3 separate regions of the Mus musculus genome follow, and all the other regions are linked to region 1. A link is a contact called in public Hi-C and promoter capture Hi-C data. All regions are on one chromosome and are shown on one strand. Each heading gives the region's core, a stretch centred on a gene start, on an enhancer-like site or on the middle of the called end of the contact. The rest is flanking DNA. Distances are from core to core; before and after follow the strand shown.

Evidence for each region. Promoter capture Hi-C pulls out the DNA fragments that hold promoters and counts their contacts. A called contact is a pair of places that touch in the nucleus more often than the background predicts.
Region 2: a Hi-C map of B cells shows a contact between it and region 1, with 5 read pairs. The contact joins the promoter of Trim44 here to the promoter of Prrg4 in region 1. A contact is called at or near these places in 1 of 39 promoter capture datasets (liver) and 1 of 484 Hi-C or Micro-C datasets (B cells).
Region 3: a promoter capture Hi-C map of liver shows a contact between it and region 1, with 3 times the contacts expected there. The contact joins the promoter of Pamr1 here to the promoter of Prrg4 in region 1.

The regions. Positions count from the first base shown.
Region 1 is chr2:104,846,871-104,851,759 of GRCm38.p6, reverse strand. It overlaps Prrg4 (proline rich Gla (G-carboxyglutamic acid) 4 (transmembrane)), which reads left to right and starts at 1,910. Exons shown (of 6, transcript NM_178695.5): 1 at 1,910-2,214; 2 at 2,560-2,684. The coding sequence starts at 2,582.
Region 2 is chr2:102,398,671-102,403,559 of GRCm38.p6, reverse strand. It overlaps Trim44 (tripartite motif-containing 44), which reads left to right and starts at 2,660. Exons shown (of 5, transcript NM_020267.2): 1 at 2,660-3,547. The coding sequence starts at 2,876.
Region 3 is chr2:102,547,173-102,552,061 of GRCm38.p6, reverse strand. It overlaps Pamr1 (peptidase domain containing associated with muscle regeneration 1), which reads right to left and starts at 2,041. Exons shown (of 11, transcript NM_173749.4): 1 at 1,798-2,041. The coding sequence starts at 1,870.

The DNA of each region.
Region 1 (4,889 bases), core at 661-3,160:
CAAGCCAGACAGAAGCCCAGCACTATGGAAGAAGCAATTAGCGTTTGTCAGCTTCCTTTAAAGACTCCTGTGACTCCTCATAGGGCAGGAAAAAGCCCGACTCTCAGGTGTTGGACAATGAAAACTGGATTAGATTGGGGAGAGGGGCTCAAAGTTAGGTAGGGAGGGAGGTGAGGATAGGTATGGGAGGAATTGGGAAGGAGAGGTGAATATGATCAAAATACATAGTATGAAATTCTCAAAGAATTAATAAAATGCTATTTTTAAAAATAGTGTGGCTGGGTGGTATTGGTGCATGTCTTTAACCCCAGCACTTTGGAGGCAGAGGCAGGCAGATCTCTGAGTTAGAGGCCAGCCTGGTCTGCATAATGAACAGCCAGGGCTAACAGAGAAACCCTATCTTGAACACACACACACACACACACACACACACACACACACACACACTAAATAAAAGTGAGAAGCATTTCTACTTAACAATAAATAGCTGCCACCTAACAAAATGTACTGAATATAATAACCAGGAGAGGCTTTTTCTGCGTACTGGAAAGGAAGTAACGAAATCTGCCCTTGCCCTAGTAGAACTTGACAGTCTACATTGTTAGATACAGATCTCAGAAAGACTCAGTTCTCCCAAAAGCAAAATGGTGTTTATCCCTCTCTTCCCAGGGCTTCCAGCCACAGGTTGTCTAAATGAGGGAGCAGGAGAATGGGTCTCCTGAGAGATACTTCCGATTCCTGTGCTCAACCATAAGGTATTTCTAGCTTCTCCACAGTCTGATCTCCACTGCTTAAGTAAGGTGAAAGAGCAGACTCCATTTTCCAGACCGCTTAAGCCTCTAGGGCGTGGGGCATGGATAGTGTTTGGAAGGAAACAAAAACAACGTCTGCAAAACATATGGAAATTCTTACTTGAATCCATTAATCAGAATAAAATAGATAATAGCCTTTCAGGGAAGAAAACAAATTTGGTGAAAAGTGAATTAACTGGAGACTAGAAAGGAGTGGGAATGCCATTTCACTGTGCTCTGTTTCAACTGTATGAAGTTCCAGGCTACTCTGGCCAAAGAGCAAAATTTAAATAGCGTTCCCAAGAGTAACAGCGCATGCTGTTTGGACATGAAGAGTGTGGTGAGACACTGTTCTCCTATCTTCTCACACCTCGAGCTCTGGGCCTCTTGAATTATTTTTAATTATATCTCTCACACAACATTTTTAAATAGAGAAATTTTCAAAATTTAACTTCATCTCATGACAATTAAGGGTGCTTATGCTCTTGCTGTTTCAAAAAAAAAAAAAGAAAAAAGAAAAAAACTCAACGAAAAGTTCAAGATCTAAGATTATTTGTTCAAGAAGGATGAACTTTTTAGCTGTCTGGGTATATGGGTAGCTACGGCCAAAGATATCTAATAAAAGCAGAAATATTCTGAGAACAAACACAATTTGTCACATTTTGTTTAAATTTACATACCGACACTAACCTAGTAGTATGGAAGATATTAAGCATCACAAGTATTCATCCACTGGAGGCTTATTAGTTAGCAGAGTGATGATATCATCACATGTCAAACAGCTTCTGGAAATTTCCACTGTAAACCCAAGGAGGGAAAGAATGAAAGTAAAAGAGGTGAAACCTTGCATTGTTGTCGTGGAAACAATTTTGACTCGGGGACATATTTGAAAGTATTTTTGTAGACAACCCAGACCTGGTGAAATACATCTGAGAACTTTGTAATTGCTATTAATTGATTTTTGGTCATGTGACAATGCAAATCACTAACAAAGTATATTTTCTCGGATGAATGCTATGTTCTCATCCCTGGACCACCCTGCGAGAACAGCTGACCGAAGGTAACCTCGGGAGGGCGCTCTGATAGGCCGCCAAAGTGTGAGCGTCCGGGTCTCAGTCGAGAAGGGCTGGGGACCGAGAGCGGGAGGTGGAGCGCTGCCAGGTGACCTCCTCGTCCGGTAGCGGTGGGAGTGGCTCCAGCACACAAGCTGGGCCCCGTGCGGCGCACGTTCCCCGAGCGCCCCTGCGCGGATCCTGGGCGCCTCTTTTGCGTCCTGGTGTCGCCTTGGAGCCGCGAAGAGCTAGGCTCCGACTGTCGCCGAGATCCAGAGGCGTCCGCGACTCAGGGCCAGGCCACCTCTCGGGCCAAGCGGATAACTCGGTTCCCGCCCAGGGGCTGCTGGAACATGCGCCCGGGGACACAGGTGCGGCGACCAGCGGCGAGGCGGGGCGGGGAGGAGTGGGAGAGTCATCCAGAGACGATGTCTCGACAGTGGCATTCCAGCACCTAGCTGCCTGTCAGCGTGGGCGAGAGTCGCGTCTGCCTGGGCCAGTGTCCGAACTCTCCTCCGCAGCTTCCCGGGAGTACCTTTTGTTCCCAGGCGCTCCGGAGGTGCCACCTGCCCGGAGCGCCTTGGGTCCCATAGATTAAGAGCGACCCGTGGGGTGCAACAGGTCGTTGTTGACTCAGTTCCGACTAAAACCCAACAGGCTGAGACTTGGCCTGCTTCTTTTCTTTTCTTTTAATGTCGTTGTCACTTTTGTTTTAGTTTGTTTGACAGTTGCTAGACTATGTTTCCACTTCTGATCGTACTCAGCCAGCTGCCCAGACTTACCCTCGCAGTTCCTCATTGTATCAGAAGCCTAAAGGATTCCGAACATGCCCCAGAAGAAGGTAAGCAAGCATGGCTGCCGATTGGGGGAAAACACTTCTGAAACCAGTTGCGGTCTACTGTGTAGATCTCAAGCCAAAGTGTGGTAGGGGGAATTACACGCCCCCGTGAACCACAGTGCAACAGCATATCCTATGTTTTAATTTGTGGCTTTCTTGTTTAGAGTTGTGGGTTTTTAACTATAATATGTACAAACGTATCTCCCTTAGTAAACAGATGTTTAACACCTGGTTTGTGGTTGACTAAATTGAAAGCCTTTTTCGAAGTCCGAAAGTCAGTGAGTTGTCGTTTCCTAGATGAAGCTGTGTGTTAGTTATAAAGAGGAAGGCTGCTTCTTGGAAGACTGACAGGGAGGCCAGACTCTTGTCAGGACTTGTTTGTGCACCGCTGGGAGTCCCCATATAGACAAGTGCTCTACCGCTGAGCCACATCCTGTCCCCTAGTCTGGATTTGTGAGATCCAGAGCAAGGGCTGGAAGGTAGGATGACCCTTCTGGTCATTGTTCCAAACGTTGTGTAGATAAAGGCAGATGCTTGAGAGATTAAGTGTAGTTTGCTGGCCCAGGATTTTCGGTTACAGGTCACAAATTGGTTCCTGCTTCCATTTAAAAAGCCTAACCTGGCAAAATCTGAAGTGAGAAGGAAAAAAAGAAAAAGAAAAAAAAAAGCCCTAGCTCTCCGCTTCCTTCCCCCTACTTAGTCACTGGCTTTTGCCACAAGCACCAGCACCTTGGGGTTACTCAACTCACACATTCCTGTCCTTTATTATCCCTTATCCCCTTTATCAGATCCAGTTCTCAGTAGGATCTGCCATTAATACTCCTGACAGACATTTTAATGATTGATGAAGTGTGCTCCCTCACTCCGTGTGTGTGTGTGTGTGTGTGTGTGTGTGTGTGTGTGTGTGTGTGTGTGTCTGTTAGGAAAGGGCAATACTTCGGCCTAAAGGAATCACATTCTAACGGTAAAGTTCTAGGCAATTTGAAGAGGCAAATTTGAAACATGAGAGAGGTTGTTAGAATAAAAGGGGTCCTTGTGTTTCCCCGAGCCCCCCATTATCCCTAAGTCTACCTGTAGTAATGGTCCATGCTCAGGTAAGACACAGAGACTGTTCTCTGGGATGGTTGTGAGTGCATTCATTTATACACATGTCAGGCACTGGAGTTACTGTCACAAACATAAAATAATCCAGAAGTCAGAGCCAAGTGCAGAGGGCTACAGTTGGTTGCAGGAAATGAAAATGAGTCAGGAGTCATATATAAGCACACTTTGTGTGTCAGGCCCTCTGCTGGCCGCTAGAGATGGAGAAAGGACTGTCATTCTTGACTTAGGAAGAGCTTTCTTCTGAGCCAAGAACATGAAGCCCTTCATTCTAATTCCATTTTTCTTTCTTTCTTTTTTTTTTTTTTCCATTTTCTATTAGGTATTTAGCTCATTTACATTTTTTCATTAAAAAAGTATTTAACAATGCAAATGATAGATGCTGTGCTAGATTAACCTTAGAATGAGGATATTTTTTGTTTGTTTTGCTTTGTTTTTATTAGATATTTTCTTTATTTAAGAAATGCAAGCCAGGCAATGGTGGCGCATGTTTTTAATCCCAGCACCTGGGAGGCAGAGGCAGGTGGATTTCTGAGTTCCAGGCCAGCCTGGTCTACAGAGTGAGTTCCAGGATAGCCAGGGCTACACAGAGAAATCCTGTCTCAAAAAACAAACAAACAAACAAACAAACAAGTGCAAGTCCCTGATCTAATTACACAATCAAAGCTTAGTGACAGAAGTGAGACGGGAAGGGAGGCCCCTGAAGCACACAGGAAGAGTAAGCAGCAGCTGCTCACGCTGGGAGAGCCTTGTGAGACACAGGCACAGGCAGAGCTTCCCATCTGCACATGAGACAGTCTCATGGGAATGCTAGAGGCACACTACCCCTCCCCTTATCTTCAGTCGGTGTGTTCCAGCCACCACACCACTCTCACCCCTACCCCTGACCTCCCAGCCCCCACCCCTCCACCCCCACAGATCCCTGAGACCTCAGATAGTACTAAAACCTGTGGATAAACCTGACATACCATCAGACATGGTCTGTTCAAAATGGCTAACAGGCAGGGAGTGGATGCTGTGACAGAACTAAATGGAAGGGCAGGAGCATATTACTCAGGATGCTGTGTGATTCTTCCATTCTATATGTTTAGGCATTGGCTGGCCTAG
Region 2 (4,889 bases), core at 1,411-3,910, 2.4 Mb after region 1:
CGCACATAGTTAAGCCACTCCTGGATTCTTTACTCATGGAAATGAAGTAAGACAACTGATGTCTGTTATATCAAGGTTCTACATTGTAAGGTAATTTCCCAGGAAGTAATAGATTAGTATGTTAAGGCTATCTCTAGATGTTCCTAAAGACTACGCCCAGGGAGTTGAATGGTTCTACTTTCAATGGAAAGTAGTAGGGAATCTGATTACCTTACAGAATCTACTAACTAGGTCCCTAGACTTTATAAGTCCCCCCCCCCTTTTTTTTTTTTTTTTTTTTTTTTTTTTTGGTTTTTCGAGACAGGGTTTCTCTGTATAGCCCTGGCTGTCCTGGAGCTCACTTTGTAGACCAGGCTGGCCTCGAACTCAGAAATCTGCCTGCCTCTGCCTCCCGAGTGCTGGGATTAAAGGCGTGCGCCACCATGCCCGGCTATAAATTCCCTTTTTAATATTTCATCTACTTCTCTAAGATTTTTTCCATAGAAGGCTCAGAAGATTACTGAACATCACAGCATTGTGTTTTGTTAAGTTAGAGTTAAGAAGAACCAAGAGAAATAATGATAACATGTTACTTCCTCTTACCAAAGATGCTAGGGACCCTTAAATGTGTTTTTAAGGGATTGTTGTACTAGGTATTGAACCCCATACCTACCTGTATGCTAGGTAACTGAGTTGCACTCTCCACAATTTTTCTTAATTTTGTTTTGAGTCAGTGTATGTCAAAAATGCCTTTTAAGATTTATATTCATTTCAAAGGTTTTGTAAATACAATGCCATTGTGTTCCTAAAGCCTCAGCCCAGATGGAAGTAACCAAGCAGCTAACACTGCTCATAGATCCACTAATGCAGGAGTCTGGGTTGTCATTGGTCAATTTCTTTTTCCAGAATGGGGCATCAATCCCTGTTTTGAGTGAAGACATAGAAGTCATTTCCTGAGAAATAAGTGGATGGAAAACAGAGATGTGCACAGGATCGGAACAAAACAAATTATTTTTTCCAGCATTCTATAGAATTGTTCTGAGGTTAAAAAGAAAAACAAACAAACAAAACTCTTAATTTTCTAAAAAAATATATTTAACAAAAGCTGCACAGAGATTAAATGTACATTAAGAGACATCAAACATTATTTAAAATGTCAATTAATCTACATTCCTTGATGTTTTTGTGGAGATCTGGAAATCCTAGCACTCTTATTTAAAGAAATCAGACCATTCATCTCTTTCTCCTTCCCTTCTCCCCACCCCCACTCCTCTCAAAGATAGAATCTATGTTTCCTTGGCTGTCTTGGAACCCCTAAGTCGAAGGTACTAGCCTCCAACTAAGAGACCCACTGGTCTCTGCCTCGCAAGTGCTTGAGAGTGTGCATCACATGCCTAGCTATTTTCCATTCTGTAATCCACTTTCCTCTGCCCCACTAGAGCAAAATGTCCTCCTTTCTCTCTCAAATACATTTTTTTTTCTGTTACTGGAGAGACAACCATAGATGGTAGAGAAGGGGATGGCTACATTACCAGCAGCCCACCAAAAATGTCTTATGTTTAAGGTATGAAATGACCTTTGAAGTGTCATTGTCAGCATTATAAATTATGCTAAAATTAATAAAGCTTACTGATCACTTCTGTACAGACTCCTTTACATTTAATCCACAAATCCCCACGAAGGAGATATTGCTATTATTTCTATTTTACAGAGTTTGGTGTTTTTTGTTTGTTTGTTGTTGTTGTCTTTGGGGGGGGGTGGTTTTTAAAACAGAAAGATGAAGTAATTTGTCCATGATTACCAAACCTAAGTGGTGGCCTTAGGATTTGGGGACTCTAGTGGATAAAGTTCTAAAATCAGGCTTTGAAAACACCACAAGAAGATCTAGCACGGTCTGGGGCACTTTAACATTGTTTAATGTGTATCAACCGCTTTCCTTTCTCTTGGTGTCGGCTTGGAATCTAGAGTGACCAGTTAGTGACTGGGAGTTGGCATCTCACTTCAAAACTATGATCCCCCTCACCTCCCTTCACCTGACACAGCTATTACTCAGAGATTCTGAACCCCTAGGAGGCCGGGATGCAAATAGACTTTGCAAACACACAAGGCACAGTATTGCTTTGGATCAAAAATGTTGCGTGTTTGCTCAGTCAGACTGAGACCTCAGTAGCCTAGAAGAACACACACAGCCCTTTTGGGGGCTTTATGGAAATCCCAGGCGGGCAGGTTCGGTGTGATAAAGAGCCTTGGGGCCTTGGCCCCTTGAAAATCCGGGGGCTGTGATGGGGCGGGGACAGTGTCTCCAGAGTGACATAAGTCCGCAGGGACCGCAGGCTAGTGGTTTTCGGTCAGGTTGACACCTCCAGGGAGGGCGTGGGAGAGGCGGGGCCCGTCGCCCTGCTCTGCGAGGAGAGATTGCGCTCGAGCTTCTCCTTCCGGGGGGGATGCTCAGCCCCGCGGGAAAACGCAGAAAAGGGTCCTTGCCGCTTTAAGTGACTCAGGAAGTGAAAGGAGGCCGCTGACGGCGTGGGTAAAGTGGAACCGGGGCGGCGTGGGCCCGCGGCGGCCGCGATCTTGCCGGGCAACGGAGGCCGGGTTGCGCGGCGCAGGGGCCGACGGGGCGCAGGCTGCCGCGCCGGAAGTGGCGCGCGAGGGACGGGGCGCGGGCGCGGCGCGCGGCGAAGAGACCGAGCGGGCGCCAGGCCCAGCGCTGACGGCTGGCCGGGCCCTCAGGCCTCAGCAGCTGCAGACGCGGCGCGGCGCAGCGCAGCGGCGCGGCCCAGGCGGGGCGGCCGGCCAGACCCCGGGGGTAAGCGGGCCTGCGTGAGGAAGGCGCTCCGCGCTGAAGGCGGAGAGCACGCCAGCCGCTAGGCCTCGGCCTCGTCCCTGCAGCCACATGGCCTCCGGAGTGGGCGCGGCCTGCGAGGAGCTGCCTCCCGACGGCACGTGTGACGAGTGCGAACCCGACGAGGCGCCCGGGGCGGAGGAGGTGTGCCGCGACTGCGGCTTCTGCTACTGCCGCCGCCACGCCGACGCGCATCGCCAGAAGTTCCTCAGCCACCGCCTGGCTGCCTACGTCCATGGCGCCCAGGCCTGGACTCCGCCGGCCAGCGGGGGAGACGACGCGCTCCCCGAAGACGGCGAGGCCAAAGGGGAGGCCGAGGGGGAGGTAGAGAGCGAGGTCGGGGAAGAAGAGAGCGAGACGGAGGTAGACAGTGAGTCGGAAGAAGAGAGCGAGACCGAGGAAGACAGTGAGGATGAGAGTGACGAGGAGAGTGAAGAAGACAGCGAGGAAGAGATGGAGGATGAGCAGGAGAGCGAGGCGGAGGAAGACAACCAAGAAGGGGAATCAGAGGCAGAAGGAGAAACTGAGGCAGAAAGCGAATTTGACCCCGAAATAGAGATGGAAGCGGAGAGAGTGGCCAAGAGGAAGTGTCCAGACCATGGGCTGGATTTGAGCACCTATTGTCAGGAAGATAGGCAGCTCATCTGTGTCCTGTGTCCAGTCATTGGGGCTCACCGGGGCCACCAGCTGTCCACGCTGGACGAAGCCTTCGAAGAACTGAGAGTGAGTATCGGGCATTCAGACATGTCTAAGGGGAACAGGATCCCCGATTTCAGATAGCCTAGCTGTGACCACATTCATTTTCATGTATCAACAAGACGAGTCGCCATGTTGGAAGCCGTGCCTAGTCTACCATTTTGGTTGAAATTGTCAAGTTGTCAGTTCTCATCTGTGAACATACAAGAACACAGAAAATCTTGAGTATAGTTTCTGACAGTTTGCAAATTACTTCTCCCTGGAATTCAGATAGGCCATTCCTTGAGAACTGTGACGCCATTTAGGCCCATTTCTATACATGATCACCGTTGTTAGGATAAGTGTTTTGACTTAGGGCTCTTGCTATGGTAACTCAGCCCACTTGGAAAACATGAGAAAGAAACGGTGATTTTGACAAAACCAAGGAGCTGGTTCCTCTAGTAGAAGACTCGGAAAGTGGCGGTACAGGTGTTGTGGTGTGTGTCTTGAGTTGTCTTAGGTTCCTTGTTGTTTGAGACTTGGTAGGAAACAAGTATAGCTGGTAGGCTACATTGGTGTGGAGATGGAGGCTTTTATGTTCACTGGCTAGATTTGGATGTATTCAGCTTGGCCCTGTTTTTGTCAGCATTAGACATCTAGTAAATATTGATTGCATTTGGGTTGCCTTCTATGTATACAGCGATGGCTAACATTGATAGAACAGCTTTTCTGTGTTCATTAAGTAATAAGTGTTTGGTAAACGTCTGTTATGGCTTTTGTTTCCCTATGCAGTCTTACAACTGCTGGCCTCAAAATAACTACTATTTTGATAATGAAAATACTGTGTATTAATATTTCCTTTATTCCTACTTTTATTATGAGAAGTACACATGCAGAAGTGTACAAAATATATAGCTTAACAAATAATCACAGAGCAAATACTCCTGAGACCTCCACCCAGACCAGAAATCATTATTAGTACTTATTATTACTAATTGTATTATTAGTAATTAATAGAGGTATTACTGACTACTATTATTAGTAATATTGACATTTCATAACTCCAGTTATAACTGTGTTTTGGTAGCCATTTTCTTGACCTTTGGACTAACAGTTTTCTTGGTTATCTTTGTGTTTACAGCATTTGTATGCATCTCTAAACTTGAATTGACATTACGGTTTTTACATTATTGACACGCAGTGTTTTGAGTTTGTTTGTTTTTCTTTTTTTAAAGACATTTGTGCAATTCATTCATTGACTGCCTGTGATTTATTTTTCATTGGTGTATTGAATTCCATTTTATAGATATGCCAAAAATCACTGTGTACATGAAATCTGACTTGTTTTCAGCTTCTGGAATTTCTTGCTTTTATAAATAGTTACTTAGCA
Region 3 (4,889 bases), core at 792-3,291, 2.3 Mb after region 1:
TGCTAAACACATAAAGCTAGTATTTGGTTCAGTCAGCATCTTGGCTGACAGCTCACCTCACACCCTCCTCTGAGCTTTTCCATAGCAAAAGGTAAAAGAGATTCTTAGGTCAACAATAAATGAGTTTTTCAGCCCCTGGGCAAGTTGAGCTGTTTCCTTAGTTGTGTAGAGTGACGCTGTCTCACTTACCACAGCACAGAAGCTAAGCAGGGGAACGAGCTCGTGCCACCCTGAGGGTCTGAAACACTGCCCCCTGGAACTGAGAGGAAGCAGGATCCTCTAGAGTGGGTGTAGTCCACCCAGCACACCCTAGAGATTTATAACCAAAGGGAGGATTTGCATTCAAGTGAGGATGAATCTTAATGCAAAGTCCTGAAGTCATCCCAAGTGTTTAGGCTTTGGGATTATAAACCCTCCTCAAAGGGATCCTCCTTCCTTCTTCATCCATTATCTAGGCTGCACAAGATGTCAGTGAGGTTAAATTTGGATGAGACAAGCTAACCATTTTCAAAGCTCTGTGCCCCTGAGATATATAGCCAGCCCCAGTACTGTCCCACCATTGGGGCAGTAAATCATTAAGGGAGATTTAGCTAAACACACTCGGGCTTCTGTACATGGAAATTATTAACCAAACATGGGAAGGGAAGTCTCATGTTTCTAGACTCTCTGTGTTGACACAAAGAGACGCCTCTGAAGGCTGTGGTCTCTCTTTCTGCAGCAGGCCAGTGCTCTACTCTCATGTCTTTCTTGGGCACTTGCCACCCACCTGCTAGAGCAAAGACCCCTCCTTTTGTACAAAACACAGGGTACTGCCAGCCAGTACAGAAAGGCTACAGGAAGGGATTGCCTTCTCCTAAGCAAAGTCACCCCTCTCAGGCAAATCGCAGCTGTGCTTGCTCATCTGGGAGGTTACCTTCTCTGCTTTCACCTCACCTCTCCCGCTCCACACCTCACACCTGTAGCCTCTAGCTTCACCTCCTTGCACCCCAACCCGTCAGCAGGGCTTCATTCACCTCACACCTCACCCTTGCCGCCACCCAAGACAGACAGACACACAGACACAGACAGAAGTCCCTGCTCCCTGCCTACTAAGATCCTCTTTTGAGACCTGTCATTGCCTGGCTTTGGCTCTGCAATCTGTCAAGAGGATGCCTAAAGTGCTGTCATGTCCCAATCTCTCTTGTGCCCGTAGGAGCCCATCCCCTATGAACTGTGGGTGACAAATACGCGACATGTGGGAAACAAAGGAGCCAGGACTCTTTCAAAACAAACGCTGTACACCCAGAAACAGACTGCCCATTTCTTCTAAGTTTCCCCAGGATGTGTGCTATTTTCTGAGCGAGCAGAGCTCCTGTACTGGGGGTCTGCTTTAAAGAGTTCCCACCTTACAGCTTTATCAAGCAGGGTTCATTGGAGAAACGCCCACCCAATCCCTGTTCTTCAACCCTGCGGGACTACTTTCCCAGGAAACTTTGACTTTGCAAATCAGAGCCAGTAACTCACAGGGAATGGGCTTCCCAGGGGAATGTGGTCCTTTAAAAAAAAAGATAGATAGATAGATAGATAGATAGATAGATAGATAGATAGATAGATAGATAGATAGATAGATAGCACAAGAGCTCTCTTCTTTAGCTTAGACATAGTTTAGTCCCACAATTAGGAATATCATCCTGTTCTTAAAGCGGACAACGGGAGCATCCAGCTCCCAGCCAGAAACCCCAGATTATCGCTGGAACAACCCCAACCTGTCCAGCTCCCCATCAGACCCCGCAAAGGGCTCCTGGTCACTAACAGTACCTCTTGGCAACGATGAGATGAGAAGGAGCTGCAGGAACACCAGCCCCAACTGCGCCCATCTGTCTAGCTCCATCGTTTCCCGTTGCTGTGTCGGTACCGAGTGACTGGAGGGGAGTGACTGGAGGGATGCCTAGGCGAGAACAGGGCAGCGGGCTCTGCTCTTGCCGGGACCTCCCCAAGCTCCAGCTGAAACAGAGCTCGGGTTTCAGCCCGCCGGGCTCTCCCACCCTCAGCTAGGGGAACCACCTTCGGCCAGAGCGACGTCAGCCCAAAGCTTTCCTCTTAACCCTTGAGAGGCCCGGGGAGTCGTGACCACGCCTGGAGGCCAGTGCACAGCGATCTACGGGGGACAGCGGGATACCAGAGCCCGCTCCTTCTCGCTGGACTTCCGTGATCAACCTTTGTTGATAGTGAAGGTAGAGATGTGTGGCAGGCAGCACTGACTGGGACCAGAAGTAGGAATGGCTGCGGGACCTCTCAGAGGAGGCTAGGGAGGATGCTCATTCAAACATCCCGCACCTGAGCTAGAAAGCTGAGAGGAGAAAGGAGGATTGGAGGCTGGGCTAGGAGGCTAGCATGGCACTGGGATGGGAGGCTGAGAGGGCAGGATGGTACTAGAACCTGAGATGAGAGGCTTATGGAAGAGGCTGAGAAAGGTGGCATGGAAGGCTGGAATGGGGGGCTGGGGCAGGTATTGGTTGTGGTCACCTAAATTAGGCAGACAGAGACAGATTAGAAGAGTGGCCTGGGGCCCAACAGAATGACAGAGCTGTTTACTGTTCAAGCACTAGGACCAGAGTTTATTTCCTGAAATCCATAGAAGGAGATACTCCTAAAAATTGCCACCCACCTCCATATAAGGCCGAGTATGCCCTCCCCCAACAGGCGATGGGAGGATAGAGTAAACCCACCTGCACTCCCCTCTCAACACTGCTCTACCTCCAAGCGCTTTCTTTCCCCTTTTCTGCTCTGAGCAACTGCACACACAGGCTACTGGGAAATCCTGATCTGAGTTCATGATGGTGGGGCAGCACAAGATACTCCCCAAGAGCATACAGGCAGGACCCGAGTGTCTCTATTCCACAAACAGGGAAAAGGAGTCCTTGAGAGTCTAAGGTCACACAAGTGAGGGGCACAGCTCTGAGGTTTGAGCCTATGATTATCAGATCCACAGACGGTAGTCCTAATCACTATGGTGTACAGCTTCAAAGGTGATACCCACATAAAAGTAAGTTTAACCATTAGTCAAGACGTACAATCGGTAGCGTTTTCTATAAATTCTGGAATCAAAAAGATTCAGATTTTAAGTCACTTGCATGAAATCACTGAGCTACGAATGGCAAAGCATAATATACTTGAGTCTAATTTAGACCTGGGACTTTGGGATGTGCCAATATTAGTTTGTGATGTTAGATTAAAACTCAAAGTTATGAGGCGTGGATGATTCTTCAGGGCTAGTGAGAAAAGTAATATCTCCATCCACGGAGGAGAATAATGAGAACTTTCTAGAAAGAAGGTTGAACCTGACCAGTGCCCTTGAGAAACAATGCATATATATGAATTAGTCTCTAAATTGTACTTATTCATTTTGCTCAAAGTATGTATGGCAAAGTTAACCAACAAAATGCACTTTAAATTGTTTAGGTAGATGATGGATGGATGGATGGATGGATGGATGGATGGATGGATGGCACACAGTTAAGTGACATATGACAGATACATACTTGTGGACTGATAAGTGATAGATAGGTAGATAGATAGATAGATAGATAGATAGATAGATAGATAGATAGATAGATGGATGCACATATACAAATTGAGTGATGGTAAGTAATTGAAAGAAAGAGTGGGAGAGAACCCATTGAAGAGAATTGTGTGGAGTTTGGCAATGAGCAAGAACATAATGTGAGTGTGACAGGGTTTCTAAATTTTATCCTCTAGGTTTTGGGGTGCTTTGATGATTTCGAAAAGTAAAATCCCAAGAAGACTATCTCCCTAGACTACTCATGAAGGCCTGAAGCAGAGAGAAAACCATGGAATTGGAAGGGACAAGATGATATAGACAATTTGAGGAAGGTTGAACACCAGCTCTCAGGAAAGTTTGGAAAGACAGGAACCATGACACAGGCCTCTACTTTCTGTACTCAGTGAGATATGGTTTTTCACTGGAGGCCAGGGCTAGTAAGAATGGCAGACCCTCCATCCATGGAGGGGAATGGGTAAGAGCAGTTGAAGAGACTGGGAGAACTCAGCATTCAATGACCTGTGTTCAAGTCCTTGCTTCACTTTCTAGCTACATGACATTGAGTGAGTTACTCAATTCTTTCAGCTTGTCTTCAGTATACAGTAGGCAAAATGATCAAACCTGTTTTAGAAACTCTTGGAAAGATGGAATGAGATTATTCATGCAAAGATACCGCACGCCTAGCACACACGGCTGCTGTAAATAAATATTAGGCATCATCATTGTCTGTCCTGAGACTGACCTTTAGAAAACTCAGTATGAGCTTTCTCCCTCATTGTCAACTTCTCCAACCAGGAGACATTTGTATAAGCAAGCATCAAGAATGGCATTGAAGCCAGTTGGTGGTGGCACACAACTTTGATCTCAGCACTCAGGAGGCAGGCAGATCTCTTGAGTTGAAGTCATCCTGATCTACAGAGCAAGTTCTAGGACATCCAAGACTGCTCCGAGAAACCCTGTCTTGAAAAACAAAACAAAATAGAATGGTATTAAAGAGAAGAAAAATGGCACAAAATAGGATATCTGAAAGAGTGCAAGGCAGAAACTAGAGGAAGAGTTTGCTCTGTTGTTGGTAGGAGCAATGGGTTAGACGTAGCTCCATTTCTAAATGCCTGTATATGTTAGGGCTTCTCAAGCCCTATAAGAGCAAGCTGTCAGGACCATCTCTTTCTTTACTGACTCCATCACCCAAGCCTCTTTGCACCAATACCCAGCATCCTACTCCCCACAGTAGCTGTACTGCCGCAGACATTCTGGGTCCCTGTGTCTGCCTGGAATGGGGTCTCTCGATGCGGGTGGGCAAAGCATGGATGAGCGACAAACAGACACACACACAGGAGAGTTCGTG